Linked DNA regions of Mus musculus: region 1 is linked to region 2. Evidence: chromatin contacts called from public Micro-C data. All regions are on one chromosome and are shown on one strand. The core of a region is the stretch at or near the end of the contact, and the rest is flanking DNA. Distances in the headings are between cores, read along the strand shown.

The links. A called contact is a pair of places that touch in the nucleus more often than the background predicts.
Region 1: a contact with region 2 is called in a Micro-C map of trophoblast stem cells, with 2.0 times the contacts expected there. The contact joins the enhancer-like site here to the promoter of Msx2 in region 2. A contact is called at or near these places in 1 of 39 promoter capture datasets (second pharyngeal arch cranial neural crest), 5 of 484 Hi-C or Micro-C datasets (embryonic stem cells, nephron progenitors and trophoblast stem cells), 5 of 115 datasets of contacts at active chromatin or transcription factors (double positive thymocytes, embryonic fibroblasts, embryonic stem cells and 1 more) and 1 of 9 other capture datasets (pancreatic islet).

Annotation. Positions count from the first base shown.
Region 1 is chr13:53,511,533-53,518,281 of GRCm38.p6, reverse strand. The region is part of intron 3 of Gm34022 (a long non-coding RNA gene); the gene reads left to right. Among named protein-coding and RNA genes, the nearest start is that of Gm40952, 11 kb to the right of the region's middle. Within about 2 kb of position 3,546, at least 30 of the 459 cell types and tissues checked have an H3K27ac peak or open chromatin away from gene starts, as enhancers often do. A contact at or near this core is called in embryonic fibroblasts and trophoblast stem cells, where this site is marked.
Region 2 is chr13:53,467,111-53,474,546 of GRCm38.p6, reverse strand. Msx2 (msh homeobox 2) reads left to right here and starts at 1,767. Exons shown (of 2, transcript NM_013601.2): 1 at 1,767-2,215; 2 at 5,954-7,436. The coding sequence starts at 1,837. The coding sequence ends at 6,378. It overlaps Gm33763 (a long non-coding RNA gene), which reads right to left. Exons shown (of 4, transcript XR_873406.2): 2 at 1-572.

The sequences.
Region 1 (6,749 bases), core at 2,297-4,796, 42 kb before region 2:
TGGGGAAAGAGAAGCTTCTAATCCATACACAAACAGACTCATGCTCTGGCTCAGTGGCGCATGCCTATAACTGCATCAATGCCAAGGCTGGAACAGTAAGGTCAAGATGAGAGGGGGAATCCTGGGATACATAATAAATAAACCTGAGACCAGCCTGGTCGTACAAAGCAAAGGCCCTGTGTCAAAAACTAAAACAGAACAGACCCTCTGCTCAAACCAGCTCCCTGGAAGCTTTCCTTATCTTTCCAAGGAAGTTCTCTGCCTCAGAAGTCTCCTAAAGACAGTTGCTATTGCTCCCAACTGGACCCCAGGGAAAACCTCAGCTCTGATGCTCTGGGGAAAATAAGTCAAAATAAAGAGAAGGAGATGTAGCTCTGGGCTTCAGTGAGAACTAACTACATGATAGACAGCCCTCCCCATGTGCTTTGTATAGGATTACAGCAGTGAGATTACATATGAACCCAGTTGGGGCTGGAGAGATTGCTCAGAGGTTAAGAGCACTGGCTGTTCTTCCAGAGGTCCTGAGTTCAATTCCCAGCAACCTCATGGTGGTTCACAACCATCTATAATGAGATCTGCAGGCATACATTCAGGCAGAACACTGTATCCATAATAAACAAGTCTTTAAAACAATTAAAGACTTTTTAAAAAGAAGACAGAAAACAAACAAACAAAACCATATGAACCCAGTTTTAATATCAAATCTACAGAAAATACCAGGTTACATGAGAGACACGGACCTGAGAGGCCTGGGGACTCTGCCTGTTCTTGGTTGAATCTGCAAAGAAAATATATTGATGCTTTATTCATACCTCCTTTGCCTCCCAACACCAGCACTGAACAAACAACCTTATAATGGCTCCATTTCCCTGAGATGTTGGGACTACACCTTGTCTCCTTGCTTTGTGTCACAATGGTTGAACTCCTGTTTATGCTTGCCCTTTGCACATAACTGGTGTGATGTCTTTCCTGAGCATCGACCACATGTCTGTCCCCTAACGGAAATCAGAAATATAATTAATAGGCACCTACTAGATGCATGAATTAAGATGTATCAGTCACTCGGCATGATGGCACAGGTCTTGGAGCCCATCACTCAGGAAGCAGAAGTAGCTGGATCTCTGTGAGACCAGCCTGTTCTAAATAGCAAATTCCAGGACACTCAAGGCTGAATAGAGAGACTCCGGTACAACATGAAGAAGGGGAGGACAAGGAGATGTGGGAAGGAATCAACCATTGAAATAAGCCTGGACTGAATGCCTAAGTCCTCCCAATTGGAATTATGAGCTAGGAAATGGTGGTGCACACATTTAATCCCAGCACTTGGGAGGCAGAGGCAAGTGGAGCTCTCTGAGTTTGGGGCAAGCCTAGTTTAGAGAGTGAGTTTCAAGACAGCCAGGGCTACACAGAGAAACCCTGTCTAAAAAAAAAAAAAAAAAAAAAAAAAAAAACCAAAGAGGGAAAAATGGTAACCGTGATCTGTTTTACTTTGGAGCTGATGTAGAGTCACCTATGATACTTTTTTAAAATGTGAGTTTCTTGAGCCACAACAATCTTGAAGCTAGGGTTTACTGCTGTAAGCAGACACCATGACCAAGGCAAGTCTTATAAAGGACTACATTTAATTAGAGTTGGCTTACAGGTTCAGAGGTTCAGTCCATTATCACCAAGGTGGGAGCATGGCAACATGTAGGCAGGCATAGTACAGGAGGAGCTGAGAGTTTGACATCTTCATCTGAAGGCTGCTAGCATAATACTGGCTTCTAGGCAGCTAGGATGAGGATCTTAAGGCCCACACCCACAGTGATACACCTGATCCAACAAGGCCACACCTACTCCAACAAGGCCACACCTTCTAACAGTATCACTCCCTGAGCCAAACATATACAAACCATCACAATGAGTATGTCTTGGCATCTTATACTTGAAGAACTACCCCCAACCCCAAATAAAGGTTATACATCATGGGCATCAGGCATCAGTATTTGGGAGCTTAAGATAGTCATGGGCCTGGAAGAATGTATTTCAGGTTCTAAAAGACAACCATTTCCAAACAGACTGCTATACCCAGCAAAACTGTCCATCACAATTGAAAGAAAAGAGTAAAATATTCTGTGCTAAAAATAGATTATAGTGATGACCATGAAGCTGGGTCTACATGAGATATGTGAAGAAAGAAGCTTTTATACTGACGAAAAATAAACCCATCCATAGGGCTGAAGGAGAGAATAAACCAAAGTAGTTTTAGAGTCAAACAAGAGAGGACAAAGAAAACACTAAACACCACAGTAATCAGCAGGATTCAACTCCTATCTTTCTATCACAACTTTAAATGTTTCAACTGTTAAACAGTTTCAACTCCCCAGTCAAGATATAGGCTTTACTTTCATCAAAAACTAGAATCCTTCTTTTTTCATCCAAGAAATGTACCTCATCATGAAAGTCAGACACTATCTAAGGGTGAAAGACTGGGGTAAGGATATTCCAAGCAAATGGGGAGAAGAAACAGGCACGTGGCTGTTCAAATATCTGACAAACAGACATCCAATGGAATTTAGAACAGATAACTTAAGGTCACTACCTACTGATGAAGGAAACAACCCACCAAGAAAATGCTACAATTTGAAACATATACACATCAAACAAAGGTGTGTCCAAGTTCATAAAACAATATTCCTAGAAGCAAGTTCACCAGCGAACAGCCCAGCGGTAGTAAGAAACTTCAATATACCAGTTTCACCAATTGAAACATCATCCCAACAAAACTAAATGTCTTAATTAGATGACATCAAAGGTTAAATGAACTCAACAGACATCTATAGAATACGCCATCTAAACACTGCAGAATAGATACTTCCTCAGGAGCCCATTGAGACTACTGTCTTTAACAGATTATATATTAAGAAACAAAGCAAGTCTTTTTGTGTTTTTTGTTTCTCAAGACAGGGCCTCTGTGTAGCCCTTACTGTGCTTAAACTAGTTCTGTAGATCAGGCTGGCTTCAAACTCACAGAGATCCATCTCCCTCTGCCTCCTGAGTCCTAGGATTAAAAGCATCAGCCACCACTGCCCAGCTACAAAGCAAGTCCTAACACAGAAAAACAGGAAAAAACTGGAAGAATTCCTTGTATATTATCTGATCATAGTGGTGAAACAACCCAGTTGTTTTTTGTTTTTTTGTTTGTTTGGTTGGTTGGCTTGGTTTGGGTTTTTTTTTTTTGTTGTTGTTGTTGTTTTTGAGATTAACATGGAGTTTAAACAACCTGCTGCTGAGTGATGAATGGGTCATTGTATAAATCAAGAGAGAAATTTAGAAAATACTAGAATCAGGGGGAAATGCAAACCCAACATATGAAAAATTATAGGATATAATGAAAGTGGTCCTAAGAGGGACAGTCATGCCTATACATGCCTATATTTAGAAGTCAGAGGATTGGAGCTGAAAGAATGACTCAGCAGTTCAGAGATGACTCAGCAGTTCAGAGTGTCTACTGCTCTTACAGAGGAATGTGGTTCACTTCCCAGCACCCACAGTAAGCAGCTCATGACCACTGTGATTCCAGCTCCATGGAATCTGCTGTTGTCTTCTGGCCTCAGCTACAGTCATGAGCACATACCCACACCCAGACAAACATACACAGATGCAACTTAAGACAGACAGACAGACAGGAAGGAAGGAAGGGAGGGAGGGAAGGGAGGGGAGGGAAGGGGAGGGGAGGGAAGTCAGAGAATTCTCAAACAAATAACCTAATTAATGCACATGAAAGCCCTGGAAAAAAGAAAAACAAGTTAAAGCACGAATCAGCAGATGGAAAGAAATCGTTAGGTTCAGGAAAGAGCCATGCAAAGAATCCTCCAAAGACAAAGAAGACTGAAAAATGCTTAGCTGCGCTAACCAGAAGAAAACGAAAGAAAACAAAACCAGTAAAACATAAAGATGAAGTAGGAGTCATTTCAGGAGATGAAAACAAAACCCAGAAAATTGTTGGTCATACTCCATAAATATGCATTCCACTAAATTGGGGCACCTAAAAGCAACAGATGAGTTTCCAGATGCATTTGAACTGCCAAAATGAAAACAAGATAAGATAGAAAGTTGAAGCAGATCTATAACAAGAAGCAAAATTGAATCAGTAATGAAAAATCACCCAACTAATAGAAGACTAGGCTCAGAGGCTCCAATGGAGAAAACTTATCAGATCTTCCAGGAACACTAATGCCAACTGTCTTAGTCAGGGCTTGTATTCTTGCACAAAACATCATGACCAAGAAGCAAATTGGGGAGGAAAGAGTTTATTCAGCTTACACTTCCACATTGCTGTTCACCACCAAAGGAAGTCAGGACAGGAACTCACACAGGGCAGGAAGCAGGAGCTGATGCAGAGGCCATGGAGGGGTGCTACTTACTGGCTTGCTTCCCCTGGCTTGCTCACCCTGCTTTCTTATAGAACCCAGGACTACCAGCCCATGGATGGCACCACCCACAATGGGCTGGGTCCTCCCCCCTTGATCACTAATTGAGAAAATGCCTTACAGCTGGATCTCATGGAGGCATTTCCTCAAGGGAGGCTCCTTTCTCTGTGATAACTCCAGCTTGTATCAAGTTGACACATAAAACCAGCCAGTACACCAATGCTTCCTAAACTATTGGATAAAAGAGAAAAGAAAGCACGCTGTCTAAACCCCTTTATGAAGATATTACCTTGATAATCCAAACAAAGACACAACAACAGTAAACTTACTGGCCAAGCTCCTTGATGATCGTAGGAAACCCGAGAGTCTGTTGACATTTCTCTCGCATCCCCATCAGATCCAGATGATAAGATTCTTTTGCTGAAGTCAATTATACACACTTTGCCCAACAGAAAAAAAATTGAGCTGGAAATGAGCTAAAAGCTTCCTCCCTACTGGCTCCTCTACTGGTGTGATGTTGGCACAGCTGTTTTGGGTGTAACCAATCACTTTATGTTTGGATTTCAGACCTGCTCCACAGAAGGAAATTCATGACTAATACTTTAAACCTGGTTAAAAGCTCCTGGCTGGGTATGCTGTCTAGTTTTGTGTGTCAACTTGACACAAGTTGGAGTTATCACAGAGAAAGGAGCCTCCCTTGATGAAACGCCTCCATGAGATCCAGCTGTAAGGCATTTTCTCAATTAGTGATCAAGGGTGGGAAGGTCCTTGTGCATGGTGCAGTCCCTGGGCTGGTAGTCCTGGGTTCTATAAGAAAGAAAGCTGAGCAAGCCAGAGGAAGCAAGCCAATAAGCAGCATCCCTCCATGGCCTCTGCATCAACTCCTGCCTCCAAATTCCTGCCCTGTGTGAGTTCCTATCCTGACTTCCTTTGGTGGTGAACAGCAATGTGGAAGTACAAAGCTGAATAAACCCTTTCCTCCCCAACTTGCTTCTTGGTCATGATGTTTTGTGCAGGAATACAACCCCTGAATAAGACACTGGGGAAGTCTTAGGCCCTAAAGGATTACCTGTTGTTGTAGTTTTATTAAGCAAACATGTTTTCAAGCTGTCTTCTAAGAGTTTGTGTTTATATTCATAGATTATTACTGCAGCCAAATTTTGTCAGAGAAGTGACTCTTGTAGTGGGATGTGGTTAACACAGAGACTCATAACTGGTACTGAGAATAAGTGGCTTAGAAATGCTCAAGCCTAAACAGGGCATCCCCGTAATGTCTGAGAATAAGGGATCATTACAAGGGTAGGACAGAAAGAATGTGTGATCCAGAGGAGGGGGAGGATGCTATGAAACACTGTCCTCTGGACAACAAGACTGTCCTTCTGACACACAAGCTCACAGTGGCTCTGGCAACCTACACAAGACTGAGACCAGCAACAGTCCAGCATGGTTGGGGGAGGGGCTTATAAGCCCCCACCCCCTCCCTGAGATGCTACTGGTAATGAAATGATCCTCCTGGAGAGGGAGACCGCTTTCACCCACTAGTAAGTTATCCGTGCTCCAGTAAATAGATCGTAATAATCCTCCTCCATGGCCATGCAAGAAAACCTAATTAAACTCAGTGAGTCACAAAAATAAATAAATAAATAATGAAAACCCACAACAACAAATATCTTAGGCAAGGTGAAAAGTCAACCCACCCAAAGTAAACTATTTTTGGCAAGTGAAGAATTAAAAGCTTTTTTTTTTCTTCTAGTTTTCTGGGGTTTCGCTTTAACTTATTTTACTTTTATTTTGGTTTTATGAGACAAGGCCTCTTCTAGCCAAAGCTGTCCTTGAACTCCCGATCAGCCGGGCTCGCCTTCCCATGTGGTGAGATTATAAGTATATACCACCCTGCCTGCCTTTGGTCTTTCCATAATGCTGCTGTAGGCAACATCCTATTTTTTTACAGTCAACAAAGAGAGCAAACAAAAATAATAGGGAAGCTGGTGTATTTTTAAAAGGATGGAGGGAAATGCCAAGCCCACAGACAAACATGGCTGTTGGAAATCCAACATAAAGCTGCAGCTGGCTTTGGTAACGCAGTCCTGTAATGCCAGCACTTGGAAGACAGAGGCAGGAGGATACCAAAGAACCCTAGGTCAGCCTTATTAACCTAGTGAGCTCCAGGCTATTTGGGACCATACAGTGAGGCTCTATCTCAAAAACAAAGCAAAACAAAATGCATCTCACCAGAGGAAGGGAAGCCAGGCCTGGTGGGATGACTCACTCTCTTCAGGTTCCTCTCTGAGGCTGCTCTCCACCCCGCCCTCTCTGTAACTTTTTCAAGTTTATCAA
Region 2 (7,436 bases), core at 518-3,017:
TGTGGTAGGAGAAAGTTTCACAGGTTTTTAGAAGCCTCATTTAGAACTTCTTATCATTAAAAGAAAACCTTTCAAAACTGAACTGAATTATCTGGTGAAGACTTTTTTTTTTTTAATCTTCTAAGATTTCTACATCTATGGGTTCCCTCAGACCAGCGAGATTTCACTCTGGGTAAATGTTTGAGGCAAAGGTCCCTGTTTCAGAGAGGTAAGCTGGAAGGATCTGGAGGTCTAGGCAGTCAAGTTTCTAAGTCTTCTAAACTGGGGTACCTGCTAAGCTCTGGTCATTGAAAGCAACTTGGAGCAATGGTCCTCCCCTTTGGTGCTGGAGGGAGTATTTAGGGAGCATTTGCTGTTTGGGACCAGCGCTTAGCAGGCTCTTCTTTCCCCCACCAGTCCGGATGGGTTTTTGGATCTATGAAAAAGCTTCTGCAGCCTGAAATGGGTTGTTTGCAGCGATCTTTCTGCTCCTGCTGGCTTGCGGGCAAGGGAGGTGCAGAATTATTTCAGGCCTCTGTCTCAAAACTCTCTTCTTCCATGCATTGATACAGTTGGTCACTGATGCTTTGGGGCTGCAGTTAGATAGAGAGTGTGCTTTAGGGTGGGATCCTGATAGGTATGCTGCTTAAAATTTCAAAGTCAGGTGAGATGAGCTTTCCCCAAAGATATTCAGGCTTTGGGTTTGCAAAGTCGAACCCTGTTATTTGCAGAGAGAATAAAGACACTAAATGTCACAAATACCCTTCTCCCCTGCCCATCACCTCCCAAGGCAGATGCTATCCTGACACCTGAACTCCAATGACAAACACAAACTCAAAAAAAAAAAAAAAAAAAAAAAACCTCATGAGCACACTTTTGCACGGGCCTAGAGAGGAGACTCAAGGGGTGAGAAAATATCCCCATTGACAGTTTCTAAAACTTGTCCTGTTTGGACAGAGTATGAAATGGAGATCATTTGTGTAAATTAGCTGCCAGGAACCAATGGGCGCTGGGTCTGCTGGTGCACACCTACACTCTCAACACCAGGGACGAAGCCAGTGGGGTAGCAAGTTCAGGACCATCTTGGGTAAGATAGGGAGCGACTTCTAAGCTAGCCAGAGCTGGAGAGCAAGAGTCTGTTTTAAAGGAAAAAAAAAGGGAGAAAGGGTAGAGATTAGTTGAATATCCCTTGACCACCTCTCAGCCTTTCTCATCTTTGTCCCTTTTCTTAAGGAATGAGTTACAGCTAATGTCTTGGAACACTCTCCAAAGATAAGACAACTAAGGACCATGCCTAAACTATTTCTATTAGTAAAGATGCTGCTATTGTTTTCCATTATAGTTACAAAGATACACTAGTTTGAGCTCATAGTGGGAGCTTTATAAATGTTCCATGCCCTCCGCAGATTTCCAACATTCTCAGGCGGGAGCGTGTGGGATCGGCACCAGAAACACTTTAAAGAGGGGTTAAAAGACAAGAAATGAGACTCGGCAAGCTTCCTCTTTAAACAATCGGCTTTAATTACGCCTTAGACTTTTCAGTTTGGGCGATTATAACCCTTGAGGGATCGCCTAATAACAACTCTGCTGACTGCTCCTGTAATTAACTCCTAATTTATTTCAAACGGGGCGGGGGAAGGGCCCCAAGCCTCTCCAGGGAGAGCCAATCGGTGGCGAGCGTCCGTGGCGTCAGGAGCAGGGCCGTCGCCAGTTGGTTGAGCCGAGTCTCCCACTTCCCCTCGGAGGACAGGCTGGGCTCCCAGCGCGCCCCTGCCGGCTCCCCCCCCAAAAGTTGGAGTCTTCGCTTGAGAGTTGCCAGCGGAGTCGCGCGCCGACAGCTACGCGGCGCAGAAAGTCATGGCTTCTCCGACTAAAGGCGGTGACTTGTTTTCGTCGGATGAGGAGGGCCCCGCGGTACTGGCCGGCCCGGGTCCCGGGCCTGGAGGAGCCGAGGGCAGCGCAGAGGAACGCAGGGTCAAGGTCTCCAGCCTGCCCTTCAGCGTGGAGGCGCTCATGTCCGACAAGAAGCCGCCCAAGGAATCGCCCGCGGTGCCACCCGACTGCGCCTCGGCTGGCGCTGTCCTGCGGCCGCTGCTGCTGCCGGGACACGGCGTCCGGGACGCTCACAGTCCCGGGCCTCTCGTCAAGCCCTTCGAGACCGCCTCGGTCAAGTCGGAAAATTCCGAAGACGGAGCACCGTGGATACAGGAGCCCGGCAGATACTCCCCGCCGCCCAGTGAGTGCGCGTCTGGGACGGGATCCGGGCTGGACCAGCGCGAGGGGTCCCAGAGGGGCTGGGGAACGGGTGTTAACAGGATGATGCTCTTGACCCCCCTGGTACCCCAGTTCAGCGGGCGGTCCGCATCCCAGAATCCCTAGCTTCGAGGAATCTGCAGTACCTGAGCGCTGGCTGGCATTTGAAAACCAAACCAAGTTGTTGATTTCTGCAGTCCTTAGCCCCCTGCTCCGAAAACTTCATATTTGTGTACCTGCCCGGGAAATAGGGGAGAGTCGCTGTTTTGTTTTGTTGAGTCAGGGTCTCCTGTGGCCCGTGCTGGTATGCAGCTCAGGATGGTCTTGAACTCGTCATCTTACTCCACCACCTAAGTACTAGAATAACTGGTGTGCACCACCACACCGGGCTGGGATCCACTTTAAATGAGTATTGAAATGTGGTTTTGCTGGCCTTCAAAATATACAGGCAGCCCCATGAAGTTCACCCCACTATAAAGACTAGACAACTGGAAGTTAACCAGACATGGAGCAGACATACTTGGTAGTCTTCGAACTCCAGTGTCCATCCTATGAAGGGAAGGTGGCAGGCAGAGACTGATTCGGAAAGGAAGCTTCTTGTATTCTAGTCCGTTGTTGGTTAGGTTCTGCGTGTTGCAGGGAGCTAGTTTGGGCCAGACCCTCGTGGGCTCTCCTGGGTTCACAGTAATAATTAACAGCATTCCTTCAGAACTTGAGAATGTACAGTGAGGTGGCCACAAGTTCGCCAGATTTGGCTGCTTGCTAGAACCTCAAAGTACAGGCAGAGGCATGCCACCTGTGGCTACCCCTTCAGACTTGGTGGCTAGTGCTTAGAGGATTGCTCTTGCTTGGTCCAGGTTACCATTCATACTTGCAATGGGCATGGGGGTCTGGTGTCCATGCTCTCTGCCCCCTCTTTTGAGGGTGATGGCCATATTGCTATTTTCACTGCACCCCACTTCCTCCAGGGAGGCTGTGCCGACTTCCTTTCCAGACTTAGCATCCCTTTGGGGTCCATTCCTGAAACTTTGTTTTTAGTTTTATCTCTTGGCCTTTGAGGTTTATCTCTTCTGTTGCCTTTTTTCCTGCCCCCCCCCCCATCAAACTTTGGGAAAGTTGAGAAAGAGGGAGAGGGATTGTGGAGGGACTTTCCCAGCTCAGCTGGGGGAGAACTTGTCTTCCTTTCTACCTTTCAGCCCGGCCCTCTGGACTAGAGATGCAAAGTATTTTGTGAACAAAACAAGACCATATACCCAGGCGTCAGTGGCTGTCCCCTCTGGCTGTCTCTCTCCACCCTGCTGGAAATTCTGAAAGGCTGAAAGGGTGCAGAGATTAAGGACTTAAAGAATTTAAACTCCAGTTTGCACAGTGCTTTTCAATACATTATCTTATCTGATCTCCTTTGTGCGGCAGCCGAGAGCCTCTTGTTAACAGAAGAGGCCGTTTCACAGCAGAGTTCAGAGGGATCAGCAGTTTGGGCCCATGGAAAAAAAAGCTCTTGGGCACATTGATTTGCTCATTACCCCCCAAGTGGGGCTCTGGGCACTCCAACATGTAGCTCTCTAAGCCACCCGAGGGATAAGTAGTAGTTATCCATTTTATTGTCAGCGAAATGGAGGTTCAGAAACATGAAGAGTCTTAACTTGTTTAACAAATTTGGAGTGCCTGTATTCCTAGGCCTGGGGCAATGCCCCACAACACATCCAGGATTTCAGCCTTAAATGGTATGGTGGCCAAAGGTCAGAAATCCTGGCATACTTAGGCCTGGCGGTCTGGTGGGGCAGTTCCCCACCCCACCCCACCCCACCCCCACTGTGTCCCCGCCCCCACTGGCTCTGTAACATCTCTGCAGTGGGCAGTTTTTCCTTGCCCTAGATAAATCCTTTTTATAAGAGAAGCTAGGGGCTTTCGGAGGAGGTTTCATTTGGAAACACAAGGTTTTTGATACTTGGGGGTGGAAGTGTCAGCAGGATGAGCTCGGAGAATGCCAAGAATCAGCTGGGGGGGGGGGGCTGGAGTTGGAGGGAGGGACCCACCTACCCCTGGCCCTGGTTTTGTGGTTTGAAGAAAGCGGGATAAAAAGTTTGTTTCACCTTGTTTAATCACACACTTTCTTTGGCTGGTATAAAATGGGTTAGGGGGAAGAAGGTGGGAGCGATGGGGGAAAGATTCTCCTGGCAAGGCTTTGCCATCTGAGCACAGTCCCCATGGCCCGAACTTTATAAGTCACCATGGCCCACAAAGAGTAACCCAAGCTACCCTGGTTCAAAACTCCTGTAGAACCAGCAGCAAGTGTATGCAGTAAGAGTTTGGTGTCTGAAAGGGAGCCTGGGTGGGCTCGGGAAGGGCGAGAATTCCTTGGGTCTCCAGCTCTGATGTTGGCCAGTGAGCTGAGAGGAAAATCTCCCCTGCCCTTGGCTCAGTTGGGGATTAGCACGTGCGAAGGAAGGCCAGGCCTTTAGGAAGTCTACCCATCTCTCTCCCAGACTGCTGTTTTTTTCTGATCACAGTACCTTCTACTCTGTAAAATTAACAATGTGACATAGGGGCTGGGTTGGGACTTGTGCTGTGTCACTCTCAAAGATGAAATATAAATTCTTCTTTGGGCCACCAAAGTAACTAAACAAGAAATGTTACATTCCCCTGCATACACCAGCACTAGCACTCTGGCTACATTAGGGAAATTAGACTGGCTCGTAAAAGCCAAATGCAGAAAAATAATTGTTTAGTATTCTATTCTTGTCGCCTTATGCTCCTCCCCTAGCCTCAAGGAAAACAAGACCAGAATTAGTCCCTGCTGTGGAATCACCTTGAGGCCCCATCCTTGTGCTAACAACCCATCTTAAAACAGAGTCCGGACGCTGCCTCCTGTCTCTATTTTGCTTGTTATTCCCCACTTCTAAATTCCAACAACAAAATAATTACTTATCCACTTGCCCTAAACCATGGAATGGATAGAAGAGAGTATGATGCCATCACCATCATTGCAGGCAGAGAGATTTCCCTTGACATGTCCGTTTATGAGCGAGCTAATTCTCTCTCCGTCTTCGTGACGTTTATATTGCCAAAGCACACAGCCAAGAAACTTATCCCACAGCCAGATCTGTAAAGTGATGTTGGGGTTTTTATCATCTGTAGGGTGGATGCAGTGACAGCTGTGTGGTTGTTTATGGCTTGGATCGGCCCTTCCATCCATTGATGCTATTTGTTTATCACAGGCCTTATCTGGATGATTGTGCTTCATAAACAGGCTTGAGGCAACCCAACTTTTCTGGTTCAGAGAGCAGTTGGAGGCTAACTCAGTATCTGGCATCCTATTTATGTTCCTCCTGATGTGCGGGTCTTACTGTTTTAAAGACAGGAGATTGAGTTCTGAGGAAGTTTTATTTCTTAGATAGTTCTTAACTCTTGTGACTTATAGTCATGGTTTCTATTTCCATTTTGTACAGTGCAATATGTTTTCCATATAAAAAGTTTCATGACCTCATTACTCACGCTGATATAAAATACAGCAACTACCTACCATTTAAATGTGGTCCTTTTTCATAACTGACTACTTCTCACACACACACACACACACACACACACACACACACACACACACACACACTCACAGATTTGACAAAGGTACCTCCTTTTTAAAAATGAAACAAAGTCTATGTGTTCTTAAGAGGGAAGAGATTACAAAATTCACTAATTGATTTCCCTCTCTGTCCTCTAGGACATATGAGCCCCACCACCTGCACCCTGAGGAAACACAAGACCAACCGGAAGCCACGCACACCCTTCACCACATCCCAGCTTCTAGCCTTGGAGCGCAAGTTCCGCCAGAAACAGTACCTGTCCATAGCAGAGCGGGCCGAGTTCTCCAGCTCTCTGAACCTTACAGAGACCCAGGTCAAAATCTGGTTCCAGAACCGAAGGGCTAAGGCGAAAAGACTGCAAGAGGCGGAACTGGAAAAGCTGAAAATGGCTGCCAAGCCTATGCTGCCCTCAGGCTTCAGTCTGCCCTTCCCTATCAACTCACCCCTGCAAGCAGCATCCATATACGGCGCATCCTACCCCTTCCATAGACCTGTGCTCCCCATCCCGCCTGTTGGACTCTATGCCACGCCGGTTGGATATGGCATGTACCATCTATCCTAAGGAAGACCAGATGGACCAGACTCCAGGATGGATGTTTGCATAAAAGCATCCCCCTCCCTCTCCGAGAAGGTGGTGCCAACTCTGCTCCTGAATGCGAGCCTTGCATTGTCACCCTAAGCGACAGGGCCACTTGATACAGAGTGAATTTGTTATTTAGGTGAGAGGCACTAAGACCTGTTTTGTTTTCATAATTTTCCAAATGCCCCCTTTCCTCTCACAAATATTGGCTCTGCTAGTTTTTATGTATAAATATATAATAAAATATAAGACTTTTTATATGCCAGATGTAAAAATTCAAGTTATTTTAAAAGGCAAAATTTATATATACATTTATCCATTTTCTTTTTTTTTCTAGATAGCATCTTCCTAAGATATTGTGTTAAGTCCATTTGCTACATTTTCTTAAAGGGAAAGAGATTAATTGCAGAATTTGCAAGGATGGTGGACTTGCTTATGGAAAACATAGCAGAAGTAGACACATTCCATACAGGATGTCACTTCAGACAGATTCTTGCAAGTGAAGGGGGAGGTGTAACGTGTTTATTTGCATTTCTGTGCACAAGAAAAAGAAATCTCTTGATGCACATTTGATCCTATTTTTTTTCTCTTTTTCTCCATTCCATATTATTAAATCTTTGTTGTTGTTTTAAGATCGATGAAAAGAGGATGAGAATAACTCTGAGAGTTACTCAGGGTAAAGTAGAAAATAGGAAACTCCATGTCAGGTCCCTGGAGTGAGAGGGGGTTAGAAGGTGAAATATTGTTTGTAAGAATTGATTTCTATGAAATGCTATCTACATCAGTCCTCACACGGTACAGAGGTGATTGGAAGAGGACATGGTAAATCTCTTCTTAAAAATGAGTGTCTTATAACTGTGGCCTATATTTTAAATATTCTTCAACAGTCCATAGAATGAGGAAGGAAAACATGCCTTCTCTCTCTCTCTCTCTCTCTCTCTCTCTCTCTCTCTCTCTCTCTCTAGCTCTCTCTGTGTGTGTGTGTGTGTGTGTGTGTGTGTGTGTGTGTGTGTGTGTGTGTACTTTGTGTGCTAAACTTC